Linked DNA regions of Sander lucioperca: region 2 is linked to region 1. Evidence: chromatin contacts called from public Hi-C data. All regions are on one chromosome and are shown on one strand. The core of a region is the stretch at or near the end of the contact, and the rest is flanking DNA. Distances in the headings are between cores, read along the strand shown. Region 1 holds the start of ttc12 (tetratricopeptide repeat protein 12). Region 2 holds the start of LOC116048011 (zonadhesin-like).

The links. A called contact is a pair of places that touch in the nucleus more often than the background predicts.
Region 2: a contact with region 1 is called in a Hi-C map of muscle, with 4 times the contacts expected there. The contact joins the promoter of LOC116048011 here to the promoter of ttc12 in region 1. A contact is called at or near these places in 2 of 2 Hi-C or Micro-C datasets (liver and muscle).

The regions. Positions count from the first base shown.
Region 1 is chr5:2,455,301-2,458,965 of SLUC_FBN_1.2, forward strand. It overlaps ttc12 (tetratricopeptide repeat protein 12), which reads left to right and starts at 1,373. Exons shown (of 21, transcript XM_036001577.1): 1 at 1,373-1,421; 2 at 2,917-3,071; 3 at 3,401-3,422. The coding sequence starts at 2,970.
Region 2 is chr5:2,660,950-2,664,732 of SLUC_FBN_1.2, forward strand. It overlaps LOC116048011 (zonadhesin-like), which reads right to left and starts at 1,375. Exons shown (of 57, transcript XM_036001231.1): 1 at 1,229-1,375; 2 at 876-1,015; 3 at 480-626; 4 at 4-126. The coding sequence starts at 1,326. LOC116048013 (zonadhesin-like) reads right to left here. Exons shown (of 41, transcript XM_036001514.1): 37 at 3,547-3,646; 38 at 3,129-3,301; 39 at 2,593-2,829; 40 at 2,277-2,464; 41 at 1,706-1,840. The coding sequence ends at 1,706.

The sequences.
Region 1 (3,665 bases), core at 123-2,622:
AAAAACCACAGCCCAACCCGCTACAGCTGCACCTACAAGGATGTCTTAGTGCATATCTCAACAACAACAACAAATCCCAATTGTTGACAATCAGTAATTTCTGACAATTTCCATTGTTTAAAAGATGAAATTGAAACTGCATTACCATTCAAGAGCGCTGAAGACATCAGCCATCTTTCTTAGTTTTATTAGAGCTGTATTAGCCACTATGTGCTTCTGTAACTCAAAGTACTATCTTCCTGTACTTGTGGTTCTTTTGTTTTGTTGCTGGCACCGGTCCAAAGGAGTCAGACCATAATAATAATAATAATAATATATGCAATAATAATAATGTTCCTCTGCTGATGGGCCCCTCTGGGTTATTCCATCACTCAGCCTTTAATGACTTTTCTGCACAGAATGCAAGGAGTCACAGCCTGGTTACGAGAAGAAAAAGATGCCAAACATTTCACTTGTCTAATTCCCAGACCCTGTAGTGACAGTCCGGTATGTGACATTTTGGCATTTTCAAATAATGTACTGTTGATTATTACCTACACAATGTAAATACATTCATTGTTCTTGTGTCAATAAAATGTGTTTTCCCGCTCACATTGCAAAAATGAACTGACTCGCTTGGCTTTGAAAACAAATGGAATCGATAACAACAATGTCACATGGACGGACTCAAGGAAGGACTCAATGGAAAAATGCAATAGACCACAACATGCTAATGACACTCTCTCTATAAAGACTTTAATATACAAATCCAGAATGTGTGACTCTTCAGCTGATGAGGCTTATTAAAAGCTGTTTTTCCTCTACTGATTTTGTGGCTATAGCCTAATTCTTCTCACTGTGTATCTTTACATTTTTATTAAGATAGGCAATCTCTTACTCCTTCCCAAAGTTATGGCATCATTGAATGTTCATCTACTATATAATGATGATGGTTTTCGAAATGTGTTTGCAAAGCTGTGTCTCTTTATGTGCATTTAACCACAAGGAGGCAGTGTTGATCTGTTGATGAGAAAAAGGAAGGAGAAAGTTCAAGGTGTAGGATGTCCTCATATGAAGGTGGTCATTTAACGTAAAAGCAGGTTCATTGGAGTGTTGAGGAGATATACAGTAGCTTTGGCCACTCTGTAGGACTACTAACCTCACAGCACAGTATGGAAGCACAGAATATATATGCAGGGAAATGGGGTCCCTGAAGCACTTTACAGTTTAATGAATAAAATATCAAAGAGTAATGGCAGCCATGCAATTATTTATGTCTGTGCATAGCTTTGTTGTTGTTTTTTTGGATTGAGGAAAAAAATATGACCACCCAAATACATCGAGAGAAGTGCTGCCTTAAAGTGCTGTCATGAAGATCACACATTGAACAGATGTGTATACTTCTGCGACACAATGTGCACTTGTGGCAAAGTGATAAAGTGGTAAGTGATACATTTAGTTGATAAAAAAAAACGGCATTAAGAAACAGATAATCGACAGTTAGAATAAACAATGGGATTAGACACGAGTCTTGATACATTTTGTTTTATAAGCTTTTTTTTTTTTTTTTTTTTTTTAAAAAACGTTAACAGTTTTGTTTGTTAGTCTTTGTACTGCATACAACATTACAACCATAGACGGTAGGTTACAACCTATTTTATACAGTCTATGGGTACAAACCGACCAACAAAACAACTTCACTGAATTCAGTTATTCTTTACTGTAATTATTATCTTCTACGCATTACTACTACTGTGGCATAACGTTAATGACATCGTGTGCAGTTTTAAGTTTAGTACAGGAGTTTACGAGCGGCTTATGAAAGCATCACGTCACTATGGTAACTCAACGCTGACACTTCTGACTGAAAGTCCGTGTGAAGAAATTTTAGCGTTAGCTAGCTAAGACAAAATAGAGCTAGCTACGTATCTTAGTAAATAATAAAAGCAGGCTTGAAAAGGCAAAAGCATGATGGACAAACTTGAAGACTTCGAGAGTTTTTTGAAGAATGTTGATAAAATAAGTGAGTAATATAGCTAGCGGTGAACCTTTTTAACGCTAAAAATGGCTAACGTTATCTTGTGCCAGAATCAAGGGGAGCAAAATGAATGTATTAGTTTGCTAAATAGCTTTACAATCGGGTCAGGTATTGTTTTACCAGCTACTGTAGAAACAGTTACTGTAAGTTAAGTTAACGTAACGTTACCAACTCACTCAAATTATTGTTGTAACGTTAGTTCAGACAGTCAATTGTTTTTATAAAGCTAAAAGTCCATTGTTTTTATAAAGCTAAAAGTTAGACATTAACGTTACCACTTAGGCTAACGTTACGTACAATGACGTTAACGTTACTGTTTCATGCAACCATACTTGGGACTAGCTAGCTAGCTATTTTGTTGTAGCCTATATGATCATGTCCACTTTGATGAAGTTGTTGGAAAGTTGTAACGTTATTTGTATATGGTAATTTGTATGTGGTAATAAATGCAAGTAGCTAGGTTAGAATTAGGAAAATATGTATGAAACTTCAATCAAGTAAAAAAAAAATGAAAACGTTAATTACGTAAATTACAAATAATATTACACGTAATTAACGTAGCCGTAACTACACACACTGTAACCTACACAAGTCTCCGTAGCGTGAGGAATTCACAACAGTAACGAGTAACGATGCAGCACATAAAAAATGTATCGGAGTAAAAGTATTTTATTAATCGAAAATATGTACTCAAGTAAAAGTAGTAGAAGTAGGAGAAAAAAATAATACTCCAGTGAGTATAGATACAGCCTTTTAGTACTTAAGTAGAGTAGTGAAGTAGTTCGACTTCGTTACTATACAGCTCATATTTATTTTTTCATTTTTTTTCATATATATATATATATATATATATATTGAATATGTGAGCATAGGCTGTAAACAGTCAAATATATCTTCAGGTGAGATAGTGAAGGATCTAAAGTCCATTGATGTTGAAGTCCAGCAAAAAGCAATGGAGACTGCTGATTGCTACATTGCTGCCTTGGATGAACCGTGCAGGACAAAAGTCAACAAGACTACAATCAACACAAACCCACCACTTCAGCCTTCCTTGGTAAATACAATGCACACAAAGTCACCCAAGTACAGTTGCACTTCTTCTCATGTTCTCTGTCTGTCTCAGTCTCTCTCTCTCTCTGTCTGTGCCTTGGTCTGTCCCTCGATTTGTCTGTCTGTCTCTCTGACTCTGGCTCTCTCTCTTGCCATCTCTATCCCTCTCAACACATCACACAAACACACAGAGCACATATTCACCACTTCTTGTTGTCTATCTTGTCCTTTTGATTTAAGAAAGAACAAGGTGATGTACAGTAAGTACTGTAATGACTAGGTAGGTAGTTATTTTTAAACATTCTATTTTATCGTTCTTTTCCTGTTTTACAGGGTCTGCAGAATGAAAGTCCAGGTGAGCGTGTTACGTGGTTGTCCCTTGCACTTAATTTAAACATTGTTTAAGCAGACGTATATGTCCTTCTTGTGCATAGCAAGAAAAGTTTCTCTGAGCCAAACAAAATACAGCAATAAATATACTCTATGTATCTGTTTTTTTTCTTCAAAGATTGTTCTGATTTGTGTTCATTATGTATCAGTAAGTAGTTTCTTGTAACATTCAAGGTCTTTTTTTTATGTGGCCAGTTGAAGTTTAGAG
Region 2 (3,783 bases), core at 125-2,624, 210 kb after region 1:
TACCTGGAGGACAGGGGCTTGGATTTGCACTCCCTCTAGGACAATAGTGGCCTGCCGGACACACATCACCATGGGACTGACCCAGGGTTGAATTGCCAGGAAGTGGGGATGGCGATGTGATATCTCCTGTAACAGAGACAATAGACCTTTATTGGATGTCATTACTCATTAGGTTAGTGAGTGAACTAAAAGGCCAGAGCCATTTTCTGCAATCCCAGGAAGAGAAATACTATAAAGAGAAAGCAATGGGGACTGGTAAATGTTCAGTGGAGACCTCTCCAGCACTGTGGAGTCAAAGGTCATGAAAATGTTAAATACAAGCAGGAGTGCATTGAGAGAAAATGGTCCACAGCAGAGTGTTTTTCAAGCTTGTGTCAGATTACCCTGTTTTTATACATTACAAATACCATTTAACCAATCTGCATGTTACCATGCATTTATTAACACTACATCAGGGGCAAGACGAATCAGCCTGTTACCTGTGGTATTACCCCAAGGTGTGGCCATTCTGGATCCCTCTACGCAGTAGAAGCCTGGGTTGCAGAGCCCAGATGGGGAGGAGAGGCCAACCTCAGCGCAGTAATGACCAGGCAAACAGGGCTGACACACTTCGATAGAAACTGCCCCTGGAACAACAGAAATAGAACTCATATGTTTGCCTTGTTATCTAAATGATAAAAAAGTGAATGAATATGGGTCAAGTGAAATAATTCCACTTCACTTCAGTGATTGTTTTCTGATGGAGGAGGGTGGCAAATTATTTCATTGATTTCAAAAATGTCCACCAACATTGCCAATAACTCCAGTTAAGTTAGCCCATTATGTTCAAATGTCAGCAACAGTGTATAGTTTAATTATTCAGTGTTGTCTGTCACCATCTACGGAGCTGAAGGTGCCTGCAGGGCAAGGAACCATATAGCTTGTACCCTGAGGGCAATAGGACCCTGCAGAGCAGCGTCCCCCTGTTGGGCCCTCCTCTGGCTGGGCAGAAACAGAACCGTGGATACATAGGTAACTAGGGGCAGCGAGATGATGGAGACAGAGACAATGGGGAAGGGTATACAGGATATATGAAGTGATAGATGAGAAAGACAGAGGGAGACAAAGCATAAGGGAGGTTTAATTATAGACAAGGGAGACAGAATTAAACCGAAACAGGATGTCATATCTTTCATAGTCTACATGAGTGTGAACATGATGAAGGATGTGTTCAGTAGCATGTGTTTACCCAGGAGAGCAGACCCCAGTGGGAGCAGCCAGTCCAGAGGAGCTGCAATATCTCCCTGGAGGGCAGAGCTCGCAGCCCAACTTAGTGGACAACCCCATCTGCCTGCTGAAGGTACCAGCTGGGCAGGGGTATGCTACACCAGACTGCGTTCCTGTAGACAGATAGCACATAATATCTACAGATGGTCCAGGACTAACCATCACAGAACAGTTTATAAAGGCCGTCATTATCTTGATTATGCCCTATAATGGCCATTTGCATAATTAGAAGGCCATTTACTGCTACAGCCACTTAATCAGGAGTACACATATAACAAGAGCAATATTCAACAACATTGTGCATGCAATACAACACATTTTAGTTAATTAATCAATCTCACTGAGTCTGCAGCATCATTTGTGTTCCACTTCCATTTATATCTGATAAAATGATCTCGTAACATTGTACATTTGTCAAGAGTGTGTAAGAATAGCTGGACTATTGTATCCTACCTGGTGGGCAATAGTGTCCTTTAGGACACAGCGTGGGGGTGTGAGTACCAGACACATGCCCAGTGTCAGCATCCACTGAGCCTGCACAGTAAAATCCTACTGGACATTGAACACACTCTGCCTGTGGAGGGGTACATTGCGCACATCATTTTTTCTACACAGACTTAATACAAAATTATGACTACAGATGTTCACGAATATCAACAGACATGAACACTTTGATGATAAAAGTGAAACTAAAAACTGTATACAGTGCACACAGATGGGGAAGATGCTTTCAGGAGAGCTATAACTTTCCCCAGAATAAAGCTACGATATGTTAAAAACCCATCTTTTATAGGTCATATACAGTTAGTCAATAGCACTATTTTGGATCCAGTTTTAGAGTAAAACATATTTTTCAGTCCAGTATATCAAGCCATATACTCATTAAGACAGTAGTGCAGTTATTGAAGGTTATTCTGATTGCATAATATACAGTAGTAGGTGCTACCTTGCCTTTTGGACTGTAGGATATGTCAGAATATTAGCAGACTGTTTATCCTCATCTTCCTCACCTGTCCAGGTAAACCCTGATAGGTCCCTGGCAAGCAGGGTATCTGTCTATCAGATCTAGGTGGGCACATGTTTCCAGGTGAGCAGAGTATAGCTGCCAACTGGCTGCCGTTTTCCCTGCCTGGACAGTAAGAGCCAGCTGGACAGATATGAGAAGGGAAAGAGAGCCCTCTGGTGACACACAGGAAACCTACAAAACAAAAGGAACACTGAAGGGATTATTCCGCAATAAATCAAGTTACGTAATAGAAGCTTTATCTTCTGGCAGATAAATGACACAATTAAACGCTAATGTGCGCAACATAAATTAGTTCCAACCTGGAGGACAAGGCAGGCAGTCGGAGAGATAACTGTTTCTGGTTTTGTTGCTGTAATGTCCTATGGGACAAGGCAGTGGTGCTGACGAGCCCTGGGGACAGTAATGACCTTCAGGACATCTGTCACCTGTCGTCCCTCTATCCTCCGGTGTGGGTGACCAGGCTCCAGAGACGCAGTAGTACCCTGCAGCACACTGGCCTGATGCAACACCCTTCCCAGGAGACGAACAGAAGGAGCCTGGTTTGATAGGGGGGAAAAAAAGAGAGTGAAATTGAGTGGAAAATGACCCTGAATTACCCTGCTAAACAGAAAATGTAGAACAGGCACTGCATACTGTATTAATCCCAGTTGCAATATTATTGTGTGATTGCTTTCTGTTTTTGAGTACAGTTTTTAAATAACAGCTGCCTTTTTTAAAGTTTACTTATTTTGTTAATATAGTGTTTAATTTCCATTTATGATCAAGTTTGTCCTAAACTCTGAGTCAACTACTCATCCTTGAGGAAACTCATAATTAGCAGTAAATGATGTGTGACCTGGAGGGCACGGCAAGCAGTTCTGGGGTTGTGCCATCCGAGTGTAGGGGTTGATGGATCCAGCTGGACACGGGTACTGGTGTTTGGACCAGGTCCCGGACGGGCAGTAATGACCCACTGGACACTCATAAGTCCTCGACAGAGAGCCATTATGTCTGCCAGGACAATAAAAACTACCCAGACAAAAAACAAGGATAGAATAATTTAGTTCTTGGCTGTTGATGGAGGCAATGAGGCATGGCTATACTCGTGTCTGTGCGCGTGTATGTACACAAAGTGACGGGGGGAATCATTAATGAGTGTAAACATCAAAAACTTTACTGTATAGTTAGTTATTTCATAATCCATCATGTTTATATGTGAGAATGTCTATATGTTTACTGTGCAGAGTGACTGTGTGGCTGATAAGCGAGTTTACCCCTGGGGACAGGCACTGCAGCTGGCTCTGCCGTCTTCTACACTGATGGTTCCCACGGGGCACTGCTGAGGAGCCACAGAGCCCTCAGAACAGTAATAACCTGGTTGTGTGAAGGCAAGAGTCATGAAAGAGATGCACATTCAAGTGCACACACAGAGACATGCATAATCCACAGGGGACTGGCTTTGATTTCCACTGTCAACACAGCAGCTACTTATGTTTAGCCCAATTAACTTA